Linked DNA regions of Mus musculus: all the other regions are linked to region 3. A link is a contact called in public HiCAR-type and promoter capture Hi-C data. All regions are on one chromosome and are shown on one strand. Each heading gives the region's core, a stretch centred on a gene start, on an enhancer-like site or on the middle of the called end of the contact. The rest is flanking DNA. Distances are from core to core; before and after follow the strand shown.

The links. Promoter capture Hi-C pulls out the DNA fragments that hold promoters and counts their contacts. HiCAR-type assays count read pairs that join an accessible place to other places.
Region 1: a HiCAR-type map of astrocytes shows a contact between it and region 3, with 4 times the contacts expected there. The contact joins the promoter of Cep57 here to the promoter of Cntn5 in region 3. A contact is called at or near these places in 1 of 39 promoter capture datasets (hippocampal neurons) and 1 of 115 datasets of contacts at active chromatin or transcription factors (astrocytes).
Region 2: a HiCAR-type map of astrocytes shows a contact between it and region 3, with 6 times the contacts expected there. The contact joins the promoter of Mtmr2 here to the promoter of Cntn5 in region 3. A contact is called at or near these places in 1 of 39 promoter capture datasets (hippocampal neurons) and 1 of 115 datasets of contacts at active chromatin or transcription factors (astrocytes).
Region 4: a contact with region 3 is called in a promoter capture Hi-C map of hippocampal neurons, with 5 times the contacts expected there. The contact joins the promoter of Pgr here to the promoter of Cntn5 in region 3. A contact is called at or near these places in 2 of 39 promoter capture datasets (hippocampal neurons and liver).

The regions. Positions count from the first base shown.
Region 1 is chr9:13,824,362-13,830,270 of GRCm38.p6, reverse strand. Cep57 (centrosomal protein 57) reads left to right here and starts at 3,164. Exons shown (of 11, transcript NM_026665.4): 1 at 3,164-3,415. The coding sequence starts at 3,371. Fam76b (family with sequence similarity 76, member B) reads right to left here and starts at 2,555. Exons shown (of 10, transcript NM_176836.4): 1 at 2,210-2,555; 2 at 1,447-1,511; 3 at 492-546. The coding sequence starts at 2,296.
Region 2 is chr9:13,744,518-13,750,560 of GRCm38.p6, reverse strand. It overlaps Mtmr2 (myotubularin related protein 2), which reads right to left and starts at 1,382. Exons shown (of 15, transcript NM_023858.4): 1 at 1,161-1,382. The coding sequence starts at 1,240. It overlaps Gm39291 (a long non-coding RNA gene), which reads left to right and starts at 1,359. Exons shown (of 3, transcript XR_870544.2): 1 at 1,359-1,739.
Region 3 is chr9:10,901,024-10,907,432 of GRCm38.p6, reverse strand. Cntn5 (contactin 5) reads left to right here and starts at 2,658. Exons shown (of 25, transcript NM_001170787.1): 1 at 2,658-2,948. It overlaps Gm32710 (a long non-coding RNA gene), which reads right to left and starts at 2,988. Exons shown (of 3, transcript XR_001779092.2): 1 at 2,749-2,988; 2 at 1,430-1,664.
Region 4 is chr9:8,897,884-8,904,305 of GRCm38.p6, reverse strand. It overlaps Pgr (progesterone receptor), which reads right to left and starts at 4,473. Exons shown (of 8, transcript NM_008829.2): 1 at 2,223-4,473; 2 at 559-710. The coding sequence starts at 3,838.

The sequences.
Region 1 (5,909 bases), core at 1,915-4,414, 2.9 Mb before region 3:
GAGAAAGCTTGATTATGTTAACATTGTAAATAATTATGTTCACATTAAGGAATTTCCTTCATTTGTACTTTTAAAAGATAGCTTCACAAACTTCATACTGAAATTCACTCTAAAGCATGCAGTTGTTTTTAAATGATTTCATTTACACATCAAGACTACAGAAAATTGGGCTGGAGATATGGCTCAGCAGATAAGAGCACTGACTGCTCTTCCAAAGGTCCTGAGTTCAAATCCCAGCAACCACATGGTGGCTCACAACCATCCATAATGAGATCTGATGCCCTCTTCTGGTGTGTCTGAAGACAGCTACAGTGTACTTACATATAATAAATAAATTAATTAATTAAAAAAAAAGACTACAGGAAATTTCTTCCATGAGCTATTTTGATATGTACAGATTCACAAGTATTGAGACTGGACTGTTTTATGAGAAAAGTCATGAAGAACATTAACTAGTCAGTAATAATGACTTGAAATGAAAACATACTTACTGTTCCAAATTGCTTGACATTTTGAGCACACTTCTTACAAATTGTGTTAGTTTTACTGAAAAGGAAATTATTCAGATGATTACACTCATGTAGCTTTCCAGGGTAAGCTAACATATTCTGACCTAAAGTAAATGGTCGAGTCAAAGATTGCACATTGCTTATTCTAATTAACAATGAGTGTCTTCTCAAAAACAGTACTAATTTTAGAATAGTTTTCTGTAAATTTAGTTTTATTAAAGACAAATTTTCCATATATAATTTATGTATTACACAGTGCCTACAGGTCTCAGGACATATGCCCAGGTTAGTCTCTAAGTAGTAATTCTCCTGCCTCCACCTCCAAACACTATGCTTATAGGCACCCAGCTCAGTGCATATTTTCTATAAAGAAGATAAAGCGGAAGCTCTAATGCCTTCCCTCTGGCTCTAATGCTCCCTCACCACCATGACTGCACATCCTCAGCATCAGGGCCCACCGCACTCCCCAGTCCACAGTCTCCACTGTCATGTCCACATACTCAGTAATAAAAGGACTTGTTCTCTTGAGCTTACTCTGTGTCCTCTAAAAGAGGGATTTCCTGTTAAAAACATCTGTGCTAATCACACTGCTTAAGGCAGTGACTTCAGTCTTCCAAGGCAGTTAGTAACACTGTAGCTCTTTCCTCAGGTTAATTAGCAGTTTCCCATTTAAAAAAAAAAAGTTTAAAAGTAATTGCTTATATTTTGACTGTTGGCAGAAGTGTACATTTTCCATCTATCAATTTTATCCCTTATTTTCACATGTAAAACCAGAATTTCTTTAGTTAAATGTCTTCTCTCATACTGTACATAGTAGCTCTAAATTTTAAATTTCAAAAACAAATCAGTTTTTCAAAGCACTTTAACACAAATATTACAACCCCTAATTATTCCTTATACGAATTTGTAACAATGAAAGACTGCTCAGTATACAAACCTCTCCTGCTGAAATTCTGATCTGCAGTAAGTACATTTTACAATAGGATGTGCAATCCGACATTCCTGTAATAAGATAATACATAAGTCAGTATTTATTTCAGAGACCCAATCTCACTCTTTGGTAGAAATTAATCGACTTAGTCAAGTGCCTGAAATGTCAATAAAACCTGGCTGGCAACGTAAACAACTGGGTGACTTATCACATCAGCCGTCAGGCAGAGTATAATTCCATGGGGATATTTTTGTCCTTAGTGGAGGGGGGGGGTGCGGAGGGGGTATATGGAACAGAGAGAAACTAAGGAAGCTGTCAGGACTGACTTCCAGGGGTGGTTTACATGTGAAACTACTAGTTATTTTGTACAATTGCTCACAGACAGCATCCCGGCTTTTATGGGATGGGAGGAGCTCCAAATCAGAGAGCACTCTGTTCCTAAACCAGTCGCTTCGCTTTCCGGGACAGGGAAGCAGAATGCCATCAGCTCTGCAGCTTCGGGTTGCTAGCAAGAAAGTGCAAACACGGGCCCTGCCTCCCAGTGGAAGGAGAGGGCAGTCCCTGCCAAAGCTGGGATGAGAGAGTCTGCACCCAATCTCTGCGACACGGAGGACTGGTGGCCGCTTGGCTCAGCCCCACCCGAGACCGCCAGAAGCGGCCGAGCTAGCCCAACCTGCGAGCAGGCGGGACGCGGTCGACACGGGGCTCGCCCATATAATGCCCGGGCCCTGGCGGGGAGCGGTGCGCTGAACGACCGGCGCCCACCGACCTTGCAGAGCTGTTGGCCCTGCGAGAGCTCCTCGAAGGGGTAGCGCTGCGTGCACTTGGTGCAGGCGTACAAGGCCGACGCCGCCATCCTGCTTTCCGGCTCCTCCGCGCGCGCTCAGGCGGGGCCTCCGGGAACTCGGCTGCCCCGCCCGCGGGCTCTTCTGCTGCTGTGGCCCAGTCCCGGTAACTGCCGGGTCCCCTGCGTCTCCCTCCGCCTCCGCCGCCGTCCCGGGACACCTACTGCCGCCCGCCCCGCCGCTCCCGTTTAGGCCCGGACCGCGGCGGAGGGAGACGAAGCGGGAGCTAGGCGGTGGATTCCGCTTCCTCCTCGGTCTCGCGTCCCTCTCTACGATTGGCTACAGAGAGCCTTACGTCACTAGAAAGCTCCGCCCAGTCCCTGGCCTAGGTTCGGCAGGGAGCGCCCACAAAGAGAGAAAGTACCAACCAATAGGAAGCCGCCGCTCTCAGAGCGCGAAATCCGCTTTGAAAAGATCCCGCCCACAAGCCACGGCCAGTCGTCGTTTGGCTGGTGCGCTTGAGCCCATTGGCCAGGGGGTCCACGAAACGCCGCTTTTTTTCAGTCCTTGGCTTCCATTGGACCATATCCTTAAGCCCCTCCTACTTCTGTTTGTCATTGGCCGAAAGGTCAGTACATCAAATGGAGAAGCAACGCTCTCTGGAGTTTATTCCTGGGATGCTGATGGAGTATGTCAACTTTCCATTCTCCTTTATTCAGCTTCCGTCATCCGCCTCAGCAGGCGCTGAAGGTTCCAGAAGCCCTAGCCTTTGCTTCCTCATCCAGAAAATCCATCCCTTTTCAGACGCTCCCAGAGCCGTCTGTCAACTCAGACGTTGCCGTTCCCGCAGGCTCCGCGATGCGCTACCTTGTGACGTCACCGAGAGAGGAGGCGGGCTCTTCCCTGCCACCAGAAGTTGTCCTCTTTTCTGATTGGTCACTGGAAGGCGTCTATCAAGACGCGTTGCCTTTCCCGTGCGCGCTGAGTGTGGCGTCCTTGTGGTTTGCGAGACCGAGGCTCCTATAGGGTTCGCAGCTCGCCCGCCCCTTCCATCGGGGACTTGGATTCCGCTTGCCCCAGGCGGGCGGCTGTCGAATCCGGAGGAGGAGCTCAAGGACGGCGTCTGGGGTTGCGCAGGTGGGAAGATGGCGGCAGCCTCGGTCTCGGCGGCTTCTGATTCTCAGTTTTCGGTAAGGGGCGGCAATCGCGTGGGTTCCAGGTGGGCCTGTACGGCTCTCCGGGTTGCCTCACTTTTCAGGGGGCCCGCGATCTGGCGTCAGCCCTCGTCCCGCAGGATGGCGGGCTGCCCGAGGCCGCGTGCCACTCCCGGAGGCTGCAACTGTGTTTTCTGGAGCACCTCCTTTTCCACCCTGCGTTCCCTTGTCCTCTCAGCCGGTGCTTTGGAGCGTTGTCCCGAGCCTGGCTGGTGCACTCTCAGGCCCGCTAACACAAAGCTCTGTCGGTCACGTGAGCGTAACGGCCCGTCTCGGAAACTCACTAACAGGTAGGTGTGCAGGTTTGTAGAGTGGCAGCCGCTGAGGCGTCCGTGGTCCCCAGAGTGCGTTTTCGCCCTTGCTGCCGTGCCTCTCTGTTTGTTGCGCGACCCTTGCAGGCGGAGCCCGGGCATTCCCACTTCCCATTACTAGACTCTGTATGGAAAAGTTGCTCTGGAGAAGCGATCGGGAAAATTAAGCCTGCGGGTTTAGTTAGTCACTGATGTTTTAAGAGTGGATTGTGGCGCTCAGTCTTTTGGAAAACGCTCCAATAGGAAGAAATAAGAATTAAATGTGAGAAAACTGGAGTTCTTTTTAGAAATGTTCCTGTACTTAGCCGACCGTTGGTCCTAAAGTTACAGGAAGGAATTGAATAGAAATCCCACTCTGAAGAAGGAGCAAAGCACTGTACTAATTAGATAATTACTGCGCTGCAGGTTTTGATACCAGAGGCGTCTGGGGGAGATTGATTAGCAGTATTAGGGAAGATAGGATCTTGAAAGGAAGATAAGCTAGCTGCGTGTTGAAGGAATTTAAGAGAAGAAAGCACTGCAAGTTTTTTAAGGTATGTGACAAGACAATAGGTAATTTCCGGACACCAGAGGGTAATTTCGAATGTGCAGAGATTATATAAAGGTAGAGTTGATAAAGAAGAACTAGAAAAACAGGTGAAAATTGAATAATGAGGGATGTCAGGAAATTTTCTGGGTAATTTTAACAGCTGATGAGGAAGAGGGCATAGAGATTACCAACACCTTCAGAAAGTCTCACTTAGGAATCTCAGCAGTTTGGACTTTCTGTGGCTACTAGAATTTGTGATAAGGTCAGAATATTTCAAGTTTTTCAAATAGTGGGGTATACCTTTGCCAAAGAACTAGAGGAGATTAAGGAGAAGAGTTGGAGCAAGCATTTGGGAGTTAGTTCCTTGCCAGATAAATGAAAGATAAAGGAAAAACTATCAGAACTAAGTGTCAGCGAACACGTGAATTATATAAGAGATACAGTTGATTAAACTGGAGAAAGGAGAGCTCTCTGCTCTCAAAACTTAGAAATTGGAAACTTAGTTGAACTGCACTGCAGGGCTACTACCAAGGCAGTGCCACCGGGATGTAGTTAATCCCTAGTCCTTATGGTAGCCCCAACAGAAATCTAAAGCCTGTTTAATGGAAAAATGGATCTTGTGACTCTGTGTCTGGAATTGGAAACAGAAGAGAAACTCTTCTTTACTCCACCGTAGTCCATGTATATAAGAGTAGGCTTGGAGCTGCATTGATAAAAAGGTGTCCAGAGAATGCCTTAGTGTTAGGCTTGTGAGCAGGCAACTGAAGGGAAGAAGGGAGCTTTGCAGGCAGAATAATTGCAGCAAATGAAAATAAGAGTGTATTGTGGGTGTTTGAAATCAAAAAAGTCCAGATTGCTGAAAGACTGGTAGGGAGACAGTGTCAAAACACAGTGTCAGGAAATGAAACAAGGGTCAGCCCGGCACTACATTACATGGGAGGTTTATACATTATGGGAAGGATCATTGTCATTAGCAAGCTGTTTGGAAGAGCATACTTAAGAAATGTGCAAAATAGTATTTCACATAATTCAAACTAAAAACATAACTAGCAAAATGGCAGTATAAAAGATTCTAAATATGTTATGGAAAAAGAACCCTGAATGATTTGCAGAGGGTAGATAAGAGGTGAATGAAAATTACCTCTTATTAGGGTTTATATAGAGCAATTTAGTAAATAGCAGTGCCACTTGTTTTGGTATGGTGGGAGAGGAGCAGATTTGGAAACTAACCAAGAATTGGGTTATAGCCATTTTATATTTTAGGTGCCTATTGAGACATCCAAGTAGGCAATGAATAATGTGAGTTTAGAGTTTTAGATTCAGATCTCAATTCTGTATTTTAAACTTGAAAGCTACTGAAAAAAATAAAGAGCTGAGAGTAGATGAGACTTTCCAAAAGAATCCTTGTAGACAAAAAGGAACTTTGAGGACCAAGCCTTGAGGAACTCTGGCATTTAATAAAAGTGGTTAGAAATCCAGGGGGTTTTCAAGGAGAGGCCTGTGGGATTAAGGGACAGTCCTTGTTGCTTCCTCCACTGAGGGTTTAGGTGAATGACAGCAAAGTGAGCCATGCTTCGGAGAGATTGTTGAAGTTAGCAATGGAGAGTAATGGGTGTGTTTGATGAGCTGT
Region 2 (6,043 bases), core at 133-2,632, 2.8 Mb before region 3:
AGCTAAACTCAACAGTAATTTAAGTGAGAGCTGAAGAGATGGCTCAGCAGTTGAGAGCACTTGCTACTTTGACAGAGGACCAGGGTTCAGTTCCCAGCATCCACAGGAGGGTCACACCGACCTGTCCTCCAGTTTAAGGGAATCTCACCTCCTGGACTCCTCCATGCCTGTGGTACACATGAACTCATGCAAGTACACACACACAAAGACACTTTTAAATAGTAATACGTTTATCAATCTACTGGGTGAAAGAAATTGTGTGATACATTGAGAAATATTAAAGATGATTTTGTAGAATGTATGAAAGCAAATAAGATAATTTATTTGAGCATCTGTAAACAAACAAACAACTTTGGAGTGACCGGGCAGAAAAAAGCTGAGCTATCATAATCAAACATTAATACTTGCTTGTAGTACTTTGTAGACAAACAAAACAAAACTTGAAATAATTTAGATAAACACTTAACACAGTAAGTGGAAATAACAGTCTACCTTGCCTGTACATTCGATTCATCTGTGGCTGTCTGCCTACATTAAGCTTAAAATTTAAACTGACAAGTTCTATAATAAAGCTGTTATCTACAGTTAATTGAAGAATGCTCCAAACAGACACCACATATAATGTATATTGTGATGGTAATGTCACTGATGTTTAAGCTGAGAAGCTGACTCTGAAGGCTTCGTCCCCTCTCCATTTCAAATCTAAGCACGCTTGTCTCAGTGTCCTCTAAAGCCTCTTGTCTGGTAATGGGCTGGTCCCCAAACTGTGATTAGAGCACAAGAATGAAAATGTCACGCCCTTGACAACTGAACTCCTGATAAAGTAAAAAACGCTGCGTCCTTAAACACAACTGGAGCAAAATCTAGGACCGGAAAATGAGCGGGAATTAGAGGGGCAGTGGCCATAAAGAAACTGTATTTTCACTTCTCGCACCAAAGGCCCAGAGGAGGAAGCAAGCACTGCTCTGCTGGGCTCTCCATACCCACGGGATGCCCGCGGCTTTTGCCCTCTTCGGGGTCCAGCCTCTCTAGGCCCAGGTCTCTCCTCCGCATGCCCCGGCCTCCCTCCCGCAGGAGCAGCCTCAGTCTCTCTTCCCGCACGCCCTGGCGTCTCCATCTACACTTGCTCCCGGCCTCCGTCCCCATACGCCCGGCCTCACCTGGACAGTGAGTCCTCGCTGGGCAGCCTTGCCGCCGGGAGCTGCGCGCCGAGACTCTCGCAGCTGGAGCTCTTCTCCATGGCGCGAGAAACTGGAGGCCGCTGCGCCCTCCGCGGCCGCCGGCGCGAGATGCAGAGGGAGGAGCGCACGGGGCCGCAGCCGCGGTCAGCCCCGCGCCAGGCAGGCTCCGAGACCGGAAGCGGCCATGTTCCCCCAGCCTGCACTGCGCGCGGGGGCTGTCGGGAGTCGGGCCCCGTGGCGCTACAAAGCGGAGCGATGCGCATGCGCCTGGCCGCCCAGTGAGAGTCAGCTAACAGGAAAATCTCCAGAAGGAAGAGGACACTAGTATGTCAGAGAAAACACAAGATGTGACGGCTTGGGAGAGGTGGACTCGAGGAAAATGAGAGGAATGTGGGCGGCCTGTGGGATGAGGGGGTGAGGTATTTAAGGGTGAGGTTAGAAGTAGTGATGTGAGATCATACGTGATGTGAGAACCCATTTTGTAACGGTAACAGTGAAGCTAAGCAGACTGATCCCACGGCCTCCAGTTACCTTGCATTTACATCTGCTTCCTTCTGTGTAAGTATATTAACCTCACAGAATAACTATTGATAAATATAAAACGCCTAAAGCAATGCCTGCTTAAGCACTCAGACAGTAGTCAATATATAAACAACCTAACAAACTTAATAAATGGTAACTGTTAATGAAAGAAAACTAAAGGATGACAGACCACTAACAAGTGGTTTGTAGGAGAAAGATAGTAACAGCTACCCTGAATGGGGAGGGGAAGGGAAATTTCCATCTCTGAACAGCGTTATACAAAGGAAAGTGAGAATGGAGTTGAATTTTCAGGCCTCCAGTGACAAAAGTATGGGTTAAAGTGGCTTGAAAGTGTGTCTGTAGCTGATAAGCACATTGACACCAACCTATAAGGCATAGTAAGTATTGAAGTGAGAATGAGGGAGAAGCTGCTAAAATCACAAAAAGAATTAGACAAAAACACTACTGAATGTCATGATGTAACATGGAGAACAGACTTACCTCCGGTGTGCTGCTTCATATTCCCTTACAAAGCAGGAAGGGAGTGTGGAGATGGAATGTGATAAAGGAACAGAAACTGGGTAAAGAGGGAATGTTAATACCCGTGACTTTCTGTTACTCAGGACACAGGAAGGAAAGTACTGGAGGAATTTCTCTAATTGTGACTCTGCCTTAAACACCTCACACGTCTGGAAAGCAAAAACACAAAGATTATTTCTGTAAATAAAAGAAACTTTTAAAAAAATCCTGCTAGGATAAATATAATTGTGTTCTTACAAACTAGATTTAATTTAAAACTTGGTTTTAAAACACAATCATAATTTATAGAACCAAGGAAATAATTTGTGTACTAGCTTTCCTTTACAGTATTCCCAATGAAAGATTTATTTTGGCTGATGGTTTCAAAGATTCCAGTCCATGGTCACTTGGCTCCATTGTTTTTTGAGCCTGTGATAAAACAGAAAAGCAGAGCTGGGAACACGTGATAGAAAAATCTGTTCATCTCCAGGTGACCAGGATAAATGATAAGCAATTATTTTCATCTCTGAAATTTTTCAAGAGATTTTAATTGCACCTCTCTGATAGCCCAGGAAAATAAATAGTGAAATGAAACACTTTGACAAACACAAATATCTGTAAGATTCACGATAGAATGCATCTATTGCTTCTCTTTCTCTATCAGACTTTTTAAATGCTAATGATCGCCTAACACTTCAACTTGTGTCTTCCCAACTATGAATGTTGAAGAAGAATGAACCCTTAAATGAAAGACCCATTTCTAGCACTGTATTGGTTATTACAAACCTGGCTTCCTGGTAATATAACTTGTGCATGACCCTCTCTAGTTATTATGGAACAGTATCAAATGGAGAGGGGTTGCAACCAGAAAAGTCTGCATTGCAATCCTGATTCTGTCACTAAACTTACTTTGAATGTTTGTTGTTCATCTCTGACAACTGAACAGGTTGTTTTTCTTAACAGTCAGTTGCACAGGAAGTTCTTAGTAAATAGATCTGTTGTTATTGTTGGTTTTCTTCCCCAAGCACTCTAGCTCTACATCTAACCGGAATGAAGAAGAATAAAAAAGCAAAGAATAATTTCAGATGAAGTTTAAATCACTGCATTATTTATCTCACGCATTGCTTGTTATGTCATAAAGCCAGGAAATATGAACCTAAGACTTTTTTACACCCCAGATGCCTCATTTTTTTAAGAATACTTCAGCATCAGGTAATGGCTCAGTAAAAGGCTTGCTGTCCAACTATGAAGATGTGAACTCCATCCCCTAAGGACCTACATGGAAGGAAGGAAGGAAGGAAGGAAGGAAGGGAGGGAGGGAGGGAGGGAGGGAGGGAGGGAGAGAGAGAATGGGAGGGAGAGCTTCATGGCTCGATTGTAATCTCACTGCCAAGAGGACAGAGATGGGTGCATTCCTGCTTATTCACCTGGCCGGCCAGTCTAGTCAAATTGAGTTCAGGCAAAAGTGAAGGAGTCTGCCTCACAAAACAAGAAGTATGGTGAGCTAGTCAGTTTCTGTCAACTTGACCCAAACTAGAGTCAGCTGGGAAGAAGGAACCTCAATTAAGGAATCCCCCATTGGATTGGCCTGTGGGCATGACTGTGGAGCATTTTCTTGATTAATGATGAGTGTGGGCAGGCCCATCCCACTATGAGCAGCACCATCCCCAGGAGGGTGGTTCTAGACAACACAATAAAGCAAGCAAGCTTAAGGCTGGAGAGATGGCTCAGCAATTAAGAGCACTGACTGCTCTTCCAGAGGTCCTGAGTTCAATTCCCAGCAACCAGATGGTGGCTCACAACCATCTGTAATGGGATCTGATGCGCCCTCTGGTGTGTCTGAAGACAGCTACAGTGGTCTCACATAAATAAAAATCTTTTTAAAAAAAAGAAAAAGAAAGTTGAACCAGCCAGGCCCACCCCTAAAATCTACATCATCTGTGAACTGTTAGAATTCTTGAAAGGGCTGGTCTTGCTGCAGGATCTTCATGGCAAAGGACCATAGCAGGATAACCAGGAGGAGTCCTGGTGAAGATCCAGTAGTGATGCTGTTGAAAGGCCAAATCTTTTAAGTTCAGACTCCATTTTAGAGAACCTGACCTAAGTTTGAACTCAGATAAACTAACAGGCTGGTACCTAGCATTAGTTTCCAAGTTATTCCCCCAACAAAACCTGCACCTCCAGGTTACAAGGCCCCCCCTTGCCTAATGCCACCCATGTAGAAGGGAGCAGAAATTTAAGTTTATATGACTCCCAGCACCAGCCAATTATGTTAAAGGCCACAGTAGCTTTCCAATTAGATGTTTGCACACTTACCACCACCACCACCTCCTGTTTGCTGTTTACTATAAAGCCTTGATAGATATTCCGCCACACACACACCCCAAAAAAACCATCCTGTGTGATGGTGGTGCCCTGGGGACACCTGAGCTACCTCGAATAGAATAAAGACCCTGCTGTGAGTTGCATCAGATTGGCCCTGTCTGTGTCTTTGGGGATCACTAACATTTGTGACAGAAACCAGAGACCTTGAACCAGACCAATGAGTATTGAAATGAACATTTTCAAGAGAAAGATATGTGGACAGAAGGGTATGTTGTGGGACACACTGTGAGACATTGTAGCTTCCACAAAGAGATATTTTGTATGTGTTGTTTTGTTTGTGTATTTTTTTATTTTCTTTGGGGAAGGGGCTTGCAAATGTGGAAGGGGATGGAGAGATGAGTGGGAATGGAATACATGATGTAAAACTCACAAAGACTCAAAAGTTGAAAGGAAGGAAGAGAAAGAAAGAAGGGAGGGAGGAAGGAAGGAAGGAAGGCAGACAAACAAGCTAGCTGATCAGGTTGGGTAAAGCAAGACAGTAAATAGCTTTCTTTCATGGTTCTTGACTTCCTTCAATGATGAAGTGTGATGGGGATTCATAAGCCAATTAAGCCCTTTCCTCCACAAGACACTTTTGGTCATGGAGTTTATTATAGCAGCAAAGAACCGAACTAGGTCAGGCACCCAAAGCAGAGGAGGCTTCCATACATATGTGCATGTGCCCCTATGCAAGTACACAGATTTCCATATATACAATATACTCACAAATATACATATCCACATTTAAAAGAGAAGAATTAGAGAGGTATTCTAATGGGTAAAGTACCAGACATATACACCAGGTATATGTTCCAGGTAAATGCTGATGGATATGGCCATCCTGCCTACACTTACTGTACACAGGATGTGGAGACAGATTTCCTGGCACAAGGTAGCGGGCTAGACTAGCTGAATTATCCAGCAGTAAGTTCAAGAGAGACTCTCCATCCATATATAAGATAAAGGGAGATTGTAGAAGACACCAGATGTCAGGTTCTGGCTTCCAAATGTGTACATGTGTATGCCCACCCACACACATGTGAACATGCATATATACACTGTACACACAGACTTGTGCAAAAAAACCTCAGCCTATCCCACATCAAATGAGATGTCAAAATAATTTATAGTCTAGGGACATATGTAAAAATTTAAAGTTCTTCTCCGTAGTTAATTTCTAGTGTTTAACTTGCACTAGTATTTCTCAAACTGCCTGTGGAGAAGACCATTCATTAGGGTTTTAATTTCAATTATTAGTACTTTTAAAAATAGAAGAAAAATTAATTGCTAAAAACCAAAATTTAAAACAGTAAAGGTATGCAAAAATTTAAGGTGAGAGTTCTTTCTAAATGTATCTAGCATACTACTGCATGAAAAATTCACAAACATAAATATTCTTTCATTATATACTAGACAACATTTTCATACTATAGACAGTTTTGTAAAAAATCATTGTT
Region 3 (6,409 bases), core at 1,409-3,908:
TAGACAGCATAAAATAAGCTCCATGATACCAAAATTCTAAGCTTTACTTCAGAAAGATGAAGTTAGACAAATTAATATGTATGCATATTAATATACGATATATTTGTTAAACAGTGTAAGTAATAAAGAAGCAAAAATCAGTGTAGATTCTGAAGAAAGATAACTGAGTAAATTTGTCTGTCCTAAGTAATGACTAGAAGCTGCCATTTCGGTCTGCACAAAGAGAAAAAAAAATCTTACATCACTAGTTAATCCAAACCCCACATCTTTCTCATTCTCAAATGATCAGGAGATTTCAAAAAGAAAGAATATTATCTTATATTACGTTATTACATTATGCTTAAACAATAACTTACAGTATGTCTAACTCACAAATTTATTTTGTTTAATGGGAGCCAGATTTAATCCACCTACATTATTATTTTTTATTTCCTTAATTTATTGATTTGAGAACTGCCTGGCTAAATAGTCCAGGATGAACCCTGGCTATGTCATCGAGATTGTACCCACATTCATGATTGTCTTGCATGAGGCTCTTAGAGTGCTGAGATTATAGGTATGTACCACCAAACCTGGCTCTCATCCATCTTTTGAGAGGCAGATTTTGTTACTTATTAACTGTAAGACTGCATATATCCCTCTCACCATTAGTGTCTGGTAATGTGTTGTAAAGGAAGTATTCTTTGTAAGAAAAGCCAGATTAAACCTCTTCATCACTGTTCTTTCTGGCCTTACCAAATTTTCTCATGCTTTCTGGTGTTTCATGATCTCATGCCTTGATTTATTGGGATACATTCAGTATTTATTGTTTTAGTGAATACATTTCTAGAAGTCAACTTTCATCTTTTCTGGATCAAGGTTAGTTGAAAGCAGATATTAAAATAAAGGATTTAATGACCCAGAAATAGATAACAAAGGCAACAGATCCCCCACAGTATATCTACTATAGTGAAGCATCACCATGCTCAGACTCCAAGACCTGAAGGCTGTAAGTGGTCAGTTATAACAAACATTGATAGCTAAAACCTCATTGTACAATTTTTGAAAAAGCTTTAAAGCTTTTAGATTCAGAATCTAGTCTGCAGTATATTTAAAGAGCTTATAAAACTCTGGAGATTCTTTCCCCTAAACAACAGCCTGCTGTAGGCATTGAGCCAACATAGCAGAGAAGCCGCCCAGAAAACTTGCCTCTCCCAAACTATCCCTCGGTTAACACATAAGGAAAATAACCTAATTACTGGAAAGCATGAACAAGAAAATAAAAAGTATGGAAGGGTAGAGAAGCATTAAATGCAAATACACATTAATTGTCTTTGCTGTGGAGAAAGAAGCGAATCTACATCCTGAGGGTACCCATTCAATAAAGTCTTGATGTTTGCATAACATGTGCAAAGAGCCAAGGACCAGGAAAACGACTAATTTTAATTACCAGGAAAGCTGTAAGAACGGGATCAGAGAGCTCCAGTGGTATCTTGGCTTCCAGCTACTGGCTCTGTGCTCCTTGCCAATTACAGCCTCTCGCAGCCACTGGGGGCAAAAGCCATGCGGAGAGGATCCATCCAGATGAACGCAGGCTTGGGCTGGACGCACACACATGTGAATAGCGTGTGCCTCCTGGTTCAGGTGCAGCCCAAAGCTCACGCAGAGTTCCAAGTGTAGATAGGCTGGCAGAGAAGAGAGTATGTGATTCCAGACTTGTCACGTACAGGTGCAAGCCACATGGAGTTGGAGACAAAATGTATGTAACAAAATGTATTTCATAAATACTGGATTACCACCACACACATGAAACTGGAGCACTCAAAGACAGGGAAAGTGGAGAAACCTGAAGAACAATGACACTAAAGCTGTCACCGCAGATTTACTATCTAGGCAATTTTTTTTTTTTTTCAACTCTGGACATTGTGATTTCCAATGTGATTTTTCTGGACACTGACATTTTCCGAAAAACAAAAACAAAAACAAAAACAAAACAAAAAGCAACAACAACAACAAAAAATAACAAACTGCTATTTCTTTTGCTGTTTCAGAGCTGACTCTAAACCACTACCCCACTCATCACTCCCAAGGACAAGTAATAACACCCCCTATCCCAGCACTCTTAGATGAAACTCGCATGTATACATAAAAAAAGAGAATTGCCTCCCAGTTAGAACCTAACCACACTCTCCCAAGTGCCAGTTCTGCTCTGGAGCCCACATAAGTGAATCTGAGCCTCTGGCTGTCTGAGCTATCAACACAGCCTGGCAATCAGCAGGGACAGTGGCAGGCCAAGGGAGGAAAGGACCCAGACTCTGCCAGCACTGTTAGCTCTCAGTGGAGAGGTGGCCAGGTATGGGAACAGCCTTCATGACTTTGGAGAGAAAAAGATGGGGAGGGAATCGGTTAGCAAGTGATGCCAGGGGAGTACCTTCTAAGAAAAGAAAGAAATCCAAAGCCCTGCTTGAGGCATACAGTCTTTTACAGGCAGGGACATGCTAAATGAGCCTTTGCAGCGCAAAGCAGTGAGGCGCCTGGCGACGGTGACAGCGCGGAGCGGGAGGGGCGCGGGCCACTCTGGGAGAGACCCAGCCAGTCAGGGCGCGCGGCGCGGGGCGCGTGGACGCATTGGAGCATCCGCGCGCGAGCCCGGAGCAGCAGCGGGAGGAGGCGCCCACTTGCACCTGCCTGCATCTCTCAACTACTCCGCCCCACGCAACTGATGGCAGCCAAGTGCCATTAAAGCTGGCAGTCAGGAGGATGCCTCACCTGGGTCCCTTCTGCTGGGAGAGGCAGGGCAAACCAGAGGAAAATTCCCAGTGAAGGACTCAGAACTCTGCGATTTCTCTTCTGTCACAGGCTGTGGAGCACCTAAGGAACTGCTCCACCTGAGGTGTGTCCAGGGCACGAGGATGGAAGATGAGGATTGAGAATCACCAAAATGAACAGAGGCAGCTGGCGTCTCATTGGTAAGTGGCTGGCATTCCTTCGCTGGTGATTGCTGCCTGTGATGCTGCACTTTGGTTCCCAGCCACTTAGGGTTTTTGACACAATCACTTCTGCAAAGCCATCCTTCCTCGTCGTGTTGCCAGAGGTAAAAACTGTTCATTGGTGCATGTTTAAAGACAGGGAAAACAGTGGGTTTTTGTTTGTTTGTTTGTTTTGTTTGTTTGTTTGTTTTTCTCTGCTGGGATTTGATGTTGAAAAGTTGAAGCAAGTGTAAAACCTATTGTATGTTTCATAAAGCCACCGGAAACAGGAGGAAAAAACTAGAAGCAAGTATGCTTTTTGGATGGCAAATGTCAGGAGGGATAAGAATATTTTCTTACCAAAGTAATAAAATGCTTTGGAAGACAAAAATGAAATGGTGTTGTCAGGTCATGGCTGAGAATCTCATAGACCGAATAACTGAGAATACAGACAGAATACCTGGGCATGTAGTGGTGCAATAACTTGTTAAAATGCAGGAGAGATGCAAGCAGAGTTCTGCAAAGTTTGGGAAACTGAGAAAAGTGGAACCTCGAATTATGCTGAGTGATCTCCCCCACGTGTTGTGCATAGATGTTTGCTGAATATATGTTCCCAGTTTCTTATTTTTATAGGGATGTGGGGAGAGTGTTTTCTCAATTTCTATGACTATGATGTTCAGTAAGCTGAGGATTGCTATGACAACCTGAAAATTTTTAGGTTGCTTAAATTTATTTTATTCCAAAAAGAAAAAGAATTCATCAATATTTCAGAATAATTTTATGTAAAATTAGCATAAGTAAGACAAAAGCATGGTAATTGTAGGACAGGTTTGCAAGAGAGCTTTAATAGTACGATGTGTGTGAGGCTTTACCCATACACAGCTCACATGCTTTTATGAAAAGAAGTCATTTAGGTAATTCAGCTCTCTGCTCTGATTCTGAGTCTTAGCCATGAGAAAGAAATGAAAACAGTAGCAAACCTTAAAATAGCAGTGTCATTTAAAAAAGAAACAATGAATTAAGCTTACAAAGTGTTGTAAATGTAATTGGTTGCTACTGGGCTGCAGCACACCTTCTGGATTACCTCTAAATGTCACTGCAAGCTATAAGTTCTGCATCCTGATTAACACCAAGACTAAACTGAGACTAAGACAGGAAGAAATGCTTGCAAAGTGTCAGTGGCCAGTGGTGAACAACTCACCTGTCGTGCTTCCCATAATTTCTCATTTCATGCTGGAAGCATTTTAGTATTTCACAGTGCAAAGCCTGAGTCTTAAGCTTGGCAGGCATGCTTATATTGATGAGATGATAAACAGTCAATGACTATATACAAATAGATTTTACAAAGTGGCTAAAACAGTGGATGTATTATGTAAAAAGTCACCTCAATCTAATTAGTGGTAGAAGGAATACAGTTAAGACTCAAAAGTTAAAACAATAAATGTAATATAGAAGAATTTTTTTGGACTAGTTATCTTAGTTGGAACACCAGATGTAAAAGAGGTTAGATAAACAGACTGCTCAGTGTAAAGACTGGTGTTTCGAATTAAGGAAGGGTAAACACCTTAATGTTACCTAAAACTTCTGAAAACTATCAGAGTATAAATTGTATTAGACCACTCTCTGGTTTCATATGCAAGCAAATAGAAAATTAGAAAACTTCGAAGTTAGAAAATGAAAATGAGTGCTATGATGAACTGAGTGTTCCACTTTGGCTTGATTCTGGGAGTTTCACGTACTTTTGAAAAGTATCTGGAAAGAAAGAGTTGTGGAATTTTTGAATGGATGGCTGATATACCTGAAAATTTCTCAAGGTTTGTAAAATTAGTTTGGCCATTAGGGAGCCTGAAACCTAGTAGTGACTGGGTAATAAATCAGAAAGAAAAGAAAAAAAAAACTTAAAATTTACAAATAGAACATACTTATTTTTTAAACATTATAAATCAGCTGTGCACCAAAATATTTTTAAACTGCACTTTAATTAGTTTAATTTAGTGGAAAATGTAACTTGTTTGTTATAGGTTTCTTTAAGTGTCCTTTTGTTTGATCATTTGTGGAACCTTTACTACCTCCAAGGTAGCAGGTAGGAGTGTGGCTTGCTGGTTAAGCTGACTTAGCAATTGGGAAGAGAGGGTGTCAGTGAAGGGCAGAGAGCTCATCAGAAGTTAGCAAGTGGGGGGTGTGCTGGCAAAGGCATTGTGGAGTTTTCCGTACTGGTAGATGAAACAAAAGCTATGTTTCTGTAAAGACTGATATAAAATCAGGACAAATTGTCCAACTATGATGCTGTGAGGATGACTTTGGTAAATAGAATTTAGGCTTGCTCAACACAATTTATAACAGATAGAAGTACAGCCATGTCACCAAAATCTCTCTGTTCTACAATCTATACAGCTAAGATATGTGCATTATTACAATTTACTTCATCCACACCATTACACACACTTGACTACCTATTATTGTAATTACACATGAAATATATTTGAATGCTCTTACTAGAATATAAAGAAATGCCTGATTTCTCCTCAAAAACATATATGCCTTTATGTGTTTAGATTCTCAAACTCTGGTATCAAAAGCTTATATATATATATAAGCCTTTCTTTCTTATTCCTCAAAGTACAAATGTGGACTAACCCAGTTGTATGTTTCTGAGATGCTTAAGATGTTTAATGAACTTCTCAGCACTTTAAAGCAGGAGGGAACCTGGTCAGAAGCTCAGAGCTATGCATCCCTGCAAGTCTATTTCCTGAACACTTGTGGTCAAGAAGTCCACGTTAGAAGCTGGTTCACTTTAAAAGTAATGAAGTTCATAAAACTCCTTAACACTTGAATTAAAATTAAAGATCATTATGAACTTTTCCAGTCTCTCTGCTCTTTAAGAGTATTGAATATTCCCATGTATGTGATTAGTAGGTTATGATAAATAGAATATATTATTTTTTCAATTAGTATCAGACTTATTTTTTTAATAAATGACTTCTATTTAAAGTCAATAAAACAAATTATCTTGTTTCAATGCAGTGGCTATTAGGGTTATTTTAAATGGCTTTAGTTTATACAGATTATTTTAAAAGCCATGGTTTATAATTAAATTTTCTAGTCAAATTTTTTTTTTTTACAGAGTTAAATGCGTTGGACTTGTTTTACAAAAATTACTTTATAAAACTTATATTGTGTTACATACTAAATTCCTTTGTCAAATTTAGGTGATTTTTATCACTATTGATCTCAGGACTTAAAATGCAAAGCATTTGACGATATTCTCTGAAGCATTATGTTGCCTCTGTCTGCCAGTGAAGCCCTTTCTGCATTGTTCATGAAGCTAAACATGTTATCAGCGAACAGGAGTTCTCCTCCTCCACTGCAGACAATAACACTCTTCAAACTGAAAAACAAACGAATTTCTATCTATGGGAATAATGTCTATGGCAACACATTTTCTCAATCTAGTAAAGTGG
Region 4 (6,422 bases), core at 3,224-5,723, 2.0 Mb after region 3:
AAAAGATCTACTCACTAAACTGTTGTTTAAAATTATTATATCAATATTATACCAAAATGATTTATGGAAAGGACAAATGTAGATAATTTGCAATTGTATTATATGATATATATATACATACATATATATACATATGTATATATATCCCATATATTTGTATGTATTCTGTGAACGTGTGACATATGTATGTAAATGTATGCACACATATACAAATATGCACACATATGTAGCTTTGATTACTATAAACCCAGTGTTTTGTTTATTCAGGAGATATATATGAACACATCACTAGAGTAAAGCTGTTGAGAGGAAGAGAATCTCTCGCCAGTGTCATGGCTTGAGTACTGTTGAAAGTGTGAGTCACAGCATACACTTATAATAGCAAACCACGTTCACTCTTGGGTACTGTAGGCAATGCAACTGGTTAAAAGAGCATCATAATTTCAGGTGGAAAGAAAGGCCATCATTTCTTAGAAACGAGCATAACTAAGTGGATAAAGGATTGGATGGTCTCCATGACAATGAGAGGGAAGGGAGAATGAGGAGGAAGCTTCCTACCTTCCATTGCCCTCTTAAAGAAGACCTTGCAGCTCCCACAGGTAAGCACGCCATAGTGACAGCCAGATGCTTCATCCCCGCAGATTAAGCAGATCTTCTGAGGTAAGGAATCAAAGCCATACTGTGGGCTCTGGCTGGCTTCTGAATCTGGCCTTGAAATGCAAACAGATTCTGTTTAGTTTTAGGTACACTGCTATCTGATGAAGAAAGCTTTTCTAAACTGGTATCTATGAGTATCTTTAAAATAGAATCATAGTATTTATTTATAGGTTTTTTGTTTGTGTTTTAGTTTTTTGCTAAAGGTCTCCTCATGTAATTGGGTTGACTTTAAACTTGTTCCATATCAAAGCCTGGCCTTGAACTCATGAATTCCCAGCTTCCAAGTGCTGGAAACAGAAGCATTTGCCACCATTCCCAGTTTCTAAGGTGCTGGGGACAGAACTCTGGGCTCAGTGTATGGTAGGTAAGCAAAGTTTCTAGGAACTGATCTACATCCCCAGCTCCTAGGACCATAAACATACAAAATACATATATACTTACATGCATACACACATATACACATACATACGTATACACACATATTTGAATTTCAGTGCACTAAACTTGGTGCTTGATATCTTAAACTCCCTATAATGGATTCCTTGAACACACAAATCATTAACATTAATAAAAGGGGAACAGGTGCATCCTTCCATGTTCACAAATGCTAGAAACACTCCTTTAAAAAGAGCTCCTTATACAGAAGTGATTTTGCCTTTGGCAGATGAAATATGACCTCCTTCCTCAATGCTGGGTCACAACAAACACGGCTGAGCGTTAGGAATTTAACTGGAATTAGCACTGGTTCCGGTTTGAAAACTCTGGAACAGTTGATTGCTCCAACATATAAATATAGTTGTGACTTCAAGGCATTGTTAACACATTGACATTATTTTGCCTAGTCACTGCATCTGAGACTCTAAAACTTGAGCATGTTTTTTCCTTTTCAAGTCCATTACTTCAGTATGTGGGGAAAATGCTCTTGAAGACATATATGAGGGGAGTAAAGTTGTCTGCACCAGTGTGAGCGTTCCATGCTCTGGTCGCCTGCAATTGTTGTTTAAACCCACCATTCAAACACTTCCCTCCTGCAGTTTACCACACTCTTGATGTTCCTAGGAAAATCAGGCCAGAGACCTGTGCAGATAGATCCCTAAGGGCTTTCTGATTTCAGTTCTGAAGCCACAGTTAAGCCCCACCCCTTCCAGAAAAACTGGCTTTTACATCTCAGCCTCCCCAACACACACACACACACACACACACACACACACACACACACACACACACACGGAGGGGGGGGGTGTCCTTCTTACAAAGTATTTAATGAAGTCCCCAACAAATCCTCAGCACAATCAAAGATCTTAGAGCGAGGCCTCAGGGTTTGAACCTGGGTGCTCAGGCTTCAGGAAGTTTGCAGGCAATGTTTGGGAGAATGGTACACAATAAAATGGTATATCTGCACTCCCTTTTATGCCCGCACCACACACACAAATGTAAGAAAAAGGGAGGCAATGGACAATGCCTGTTGGGTCTCCAAAGACCAGCTCCACAAGCCCCCGCGGCCATCCTGCCACCCAGAGATGATGGGGGAATGGAGCAGGGCAGGGCTGCCTGCAAGTGCTCACCTCAGGTAGTTAAGGTATGGCGGGTAGACCTGGGGCAGGCTGTCCTTGAGCACCGCGGCCTGGTAGCCCAGCTGCGGGAGCCCATTGAGGCCGAGCGGCTGGTAGATGGCGGGTGCTGCGGCGGTGGCCGGGGCGGCCGGCAGGCTGTCCCGGGGTAGTAGGCAGGAGCCGGCGGCTGGGGGCTTGCACGGCAGTGGCGCGAACGAACCCTGCGTGGGCGGCGCGCCCTCCGCTTTGTACAGGATGCACTCCAGCGCGGAGCCGGAGGAGGACGCTGGCGACACCGCGGCGCTGCTGGGTCCGCCGGCCACCGCCGCTTCTCCGGGCCTGGAGGATGGCGCTCGCTGCGGCGCGGGTGCCAGCGGGAAGTCTGGGAAGGTGGAGGAGCTGGCTCCAGCCGACAGGTAGGGGCGCGGCGAGCGCACAGCAGCATCCGCGCCCTCCTCCTCCTCCTTGATCTTCAAGCCAGGCGTCTGGAAGTCGCCGTAAAGAGGGAACACGTCCTCTTTGGGGTCGCCTTCCAGAGGGTAGGTGCAGTCTGGGAAGTCACCGCAGGGCACCGGCGGGGATGGCGCGGAGGGCGAGCCCCTAGGCGGGGCAAAAGGGCCCTGGGCTGTGGCCCCGCCGTCGTAGCTGTCCCCCTCCAGCAGCTGCCGGGTGCGGGCGGCCAGGAGTGCGTGGTTCAGAGGCAGGATGGGCACATGGATGAAATCCACCACTGTGGTGGCCAGTGGGGAGCGCCCGGGGGCAATGGGAGAGTCTTGCTCCAAGGAGACCCTAGGAGCAGAAAACCGTGAATCTTCCTTTGGGACCAGAGTGACACCGCCTGGGGCCGCTGAGGCCGCGTTGGCTGCGACTCCTCCTCCGCTGCCGGTGCCTTCCAGTGCTCGAGGTTTGCTCTTTAGAAGCGGAGCTGCAGAGCCCTCGGTCTCCAGGCCACTGTCCTCTTCCACCTCCCCTGCAGCTGGCTGCGGGGACGGCTTCACCCCTGCCCCGGGCCAGTGAGCACTCCCCGAGGTAGGGAGCAACAGCTGCCTGGGTGGTGACAGTCCTTTGGGCAGCACCTTCTGTCCTGCTCCTGTCCCGGAGCTGTCGCCAGCCTTGATCTCTGGCCGACTCATGAGCGGGGACAACAACCCTTTGGTAGCAGGGACACTGCGGGGGTCTTCTGGAAGCTCTGGCCCAAAGAGACACCAGGAAGTGATGGCCTCGCAGGCTGGAGGGCTGGCGTGACTCTGTTCGGTCCCGGAGGGAGTCAACAACGAGTCTAAGACACTGTCTAAGAGTCTGCTGTCCTTCTCCGGGGCTCTGGAATTTCTGCCTCCTTCCCTATGAGTGGCTTCTACCCCAGAGAAAGCTCCCTCCACGTCGGACAGCGACTGCTGGTCCCCTGTCTTTCCGTCTGGGAGCTCGGGACCCCGGCAGGACCGAGGAAAAAGCAGCCCGTCCAGGGAGATCGGTATAGGCGAGACTACAGACGACACGTCCGAGTGCTGGCTCCCTTGGAAGGGACCTGAGTCCAAGCGTGCAAGCAAGGGGGACCCGATGTGTGGGGGGGAGGGCGAAGCGCCAGACGTGTGGAGAACCTGCGGATCCTTTGCCTGCAGCTCAGTCATGACGACCCAAGCTCCCCTTTTCTCCTCCCCTGTCTCCTGGGAGGAGGGAAAAGGGAAGGAGGAGGGGGTGCCGGTGATATAGGGGCAGAGGGAGGAGGAAGTGGGTGTAGAGTCGCAGGACCCGTGGGATCTCCACCTCCTGGTTGGGAGGGGCGGTCTTGGTCAGCTCCTGTCCTTACCCTCCACCCAGACGCAGAGGAAGGGTGGTAGTCGCGCTGTCCCGGTCGCGGTGGGGTGAGGACAGGAAGAAGTAGCTGGAGCAAGCTGGTCTGGTCTGAGAACTGGGAGTTATTCGAGAGACTTTTTTTCGTGTTTCTTCTTGAATGGGAGACCCGGAACTGGTGTGGCCGGTGCTGAAAAAAAGGACTCCCGCTATCTCCGGACTTCTTATGTTTGTTGAAACCTAGACATCCTAGGAAGTTTGCTTTACAGTCCTCACCAAAAACCTGGGGCTAAGACGTAGCCCATTCTTACTCGTTCTCCTGCAGCGACAGTCTCTATGGCTCCCTAGGTTCTCTACAATCCCAGCGAGTTCTGGTTGCAGGTTGCTCTAGTAAAGCTAAGAGAAGTTAGCAGAATGTCAGAATCCTCGCACCCGTAAATACTACAAAGACTGATAGTGACAGTCTAGACTGGCTCCATAGCTTTCTAGCAAGCGTTGGCGCTCTAGGAAGGCCCGCCCAAAGCCCCTCCCTAGCCAATCACTGGCTAGATCTAAATCTCTGGCGTTGGAATTCCAGCTACTCACTAGTCTGATTCCACCTGGAATATCAGATGCTTTGAGAAGAAATCTAAACATATCAGAATTTGTACTGAATTAAGAAGCATGCCAGCCCCACCCTATAAAAAGCAAAGTTGTTGTAAAGATTTCAGGATTTGAAAATATTTGTAAATATTCAACACAGACAGTGACATATCGTGACATTTTATTTTTTGTATAAAAGGTATAAAATGATCTCAAGTATTTTCATTTTATTACGTGTATATGTCTCTGGGAGTGTATGTTACATGGTTATATAGTTGCTCAGACGTCAGCAGAGAGGGTGAGAGCCCTCAGAGGTGAAGTTGCAGGTGCTCTGATATAGGTGCTGAGGTCCTAACTGGGGTTCTCTGCAGGAGCAGCAAGTGCTCTGTGTGTATATGTGTGAGTGCTTGCATGTGTCGCGTGCATATGGTAGTCTAAGACTAGCCCCAAAGAGTGGATTTCCTCCTTGAACCATGCAGATTCTGGAGATAGAACTCATCCTGAGTTTGACACTGAACAACCTTACTGGCTGCCTGTCCAGCCTTCCTCTAACACGCTCAAACTATTCTTGTGACAAGTGGGCCACCAATGTGACTTAGCAGTTAAGGATGGAAGACAGTTGGTAACACATCGCTGCCTGTATGGGGAGTTTGGACATTGAGTGTCATATTCTGTTTGTTCTGATTTTCATGAGGTTCTCTTCAGTCCTTACTAAATATCTACATCACATATTAAGTTTTCCACTGGGAAAGCTAAATGGCATTTTCTCCCCTCTATGTTTCTCTACTCTTAGAATAATTACCATTGAGCTTTAAGAATAAATCACCTTTAAAGTCATGAGAACACTGTGGAGGGGAGAGAGTAATATGATTTATTTTATACACCGTCATAAGCTGTCCACTCTCAAGCCCAGTCAGTGGATGCCGTGACACATCGCTATTCAAAAGTGAGTTAGTCGTTTGGGAAATGCCTTTGAGTGTTTCCAGGCCATTTTAATGCTGAAGCCTGCAGTTATTCTCAGCCAGGTCTAGAAGATTTGTGAAAGGCTCCAAAACTGCAGAGATGGCAGAGCTGCTGGAGGCAAGGTGCCTAGATGTCAATCACCAGGGAGGTGCTACATAGTCGTGAATTGCTGCTGTTACACTGGACCATTGGGCTTGGGTGTGGACTATTCCAGCAATGAGATATTGCTGACTAATTTTAAATGTGTGAGAATTAGGGAGGGAGAAGAGAATTCAAGGAAGCAGTTATTGTATGTCTTTATGGTATCAAATGGTAAAACCGGAGTGTGGGAGCTGGGGGTGGAGGCATTCTGGACAGTGCATAGAAATAAGTGTGGGAAGCAAAGAAATGAGGCTAGCAGGTAGTCTCCTATAGGAGCATATACATGTATAATGTATATGGGGAACCTTGACTAAAGACAGAGTAAGATATTGAAAACTTGCCTCCAAAAGTGCACACATTCCCTTTAAAATCTCTGCATACTGTCCTTCCTCCTCCTTTCTTTGCAACATTACTACCCACACAGTAACCGATGATCTGCATCCTATCACTGTACACTAGGACGATGATCTGCATCCTATCACTGTACACTAGGACGTCTAAAGATCCTTGTCTGCTTTACTAGGTGTTAGGTTATGCTCTGTCTTCGACATAAGTTTTTTTTTTTAAGACTTTATATCAACTGGCATCCCTTTTCAGAATAGTTTTAGATTCATAGCAAAATCTACCAGCGAATACAGAGTAACTGTGCAGCTTCCTGCATGTTGTTATTAGTGAGCTCAGGCAGGTGCATGGTTGTTAACTAATGCCCAGAATATATACAGTTTTCTTTCAATA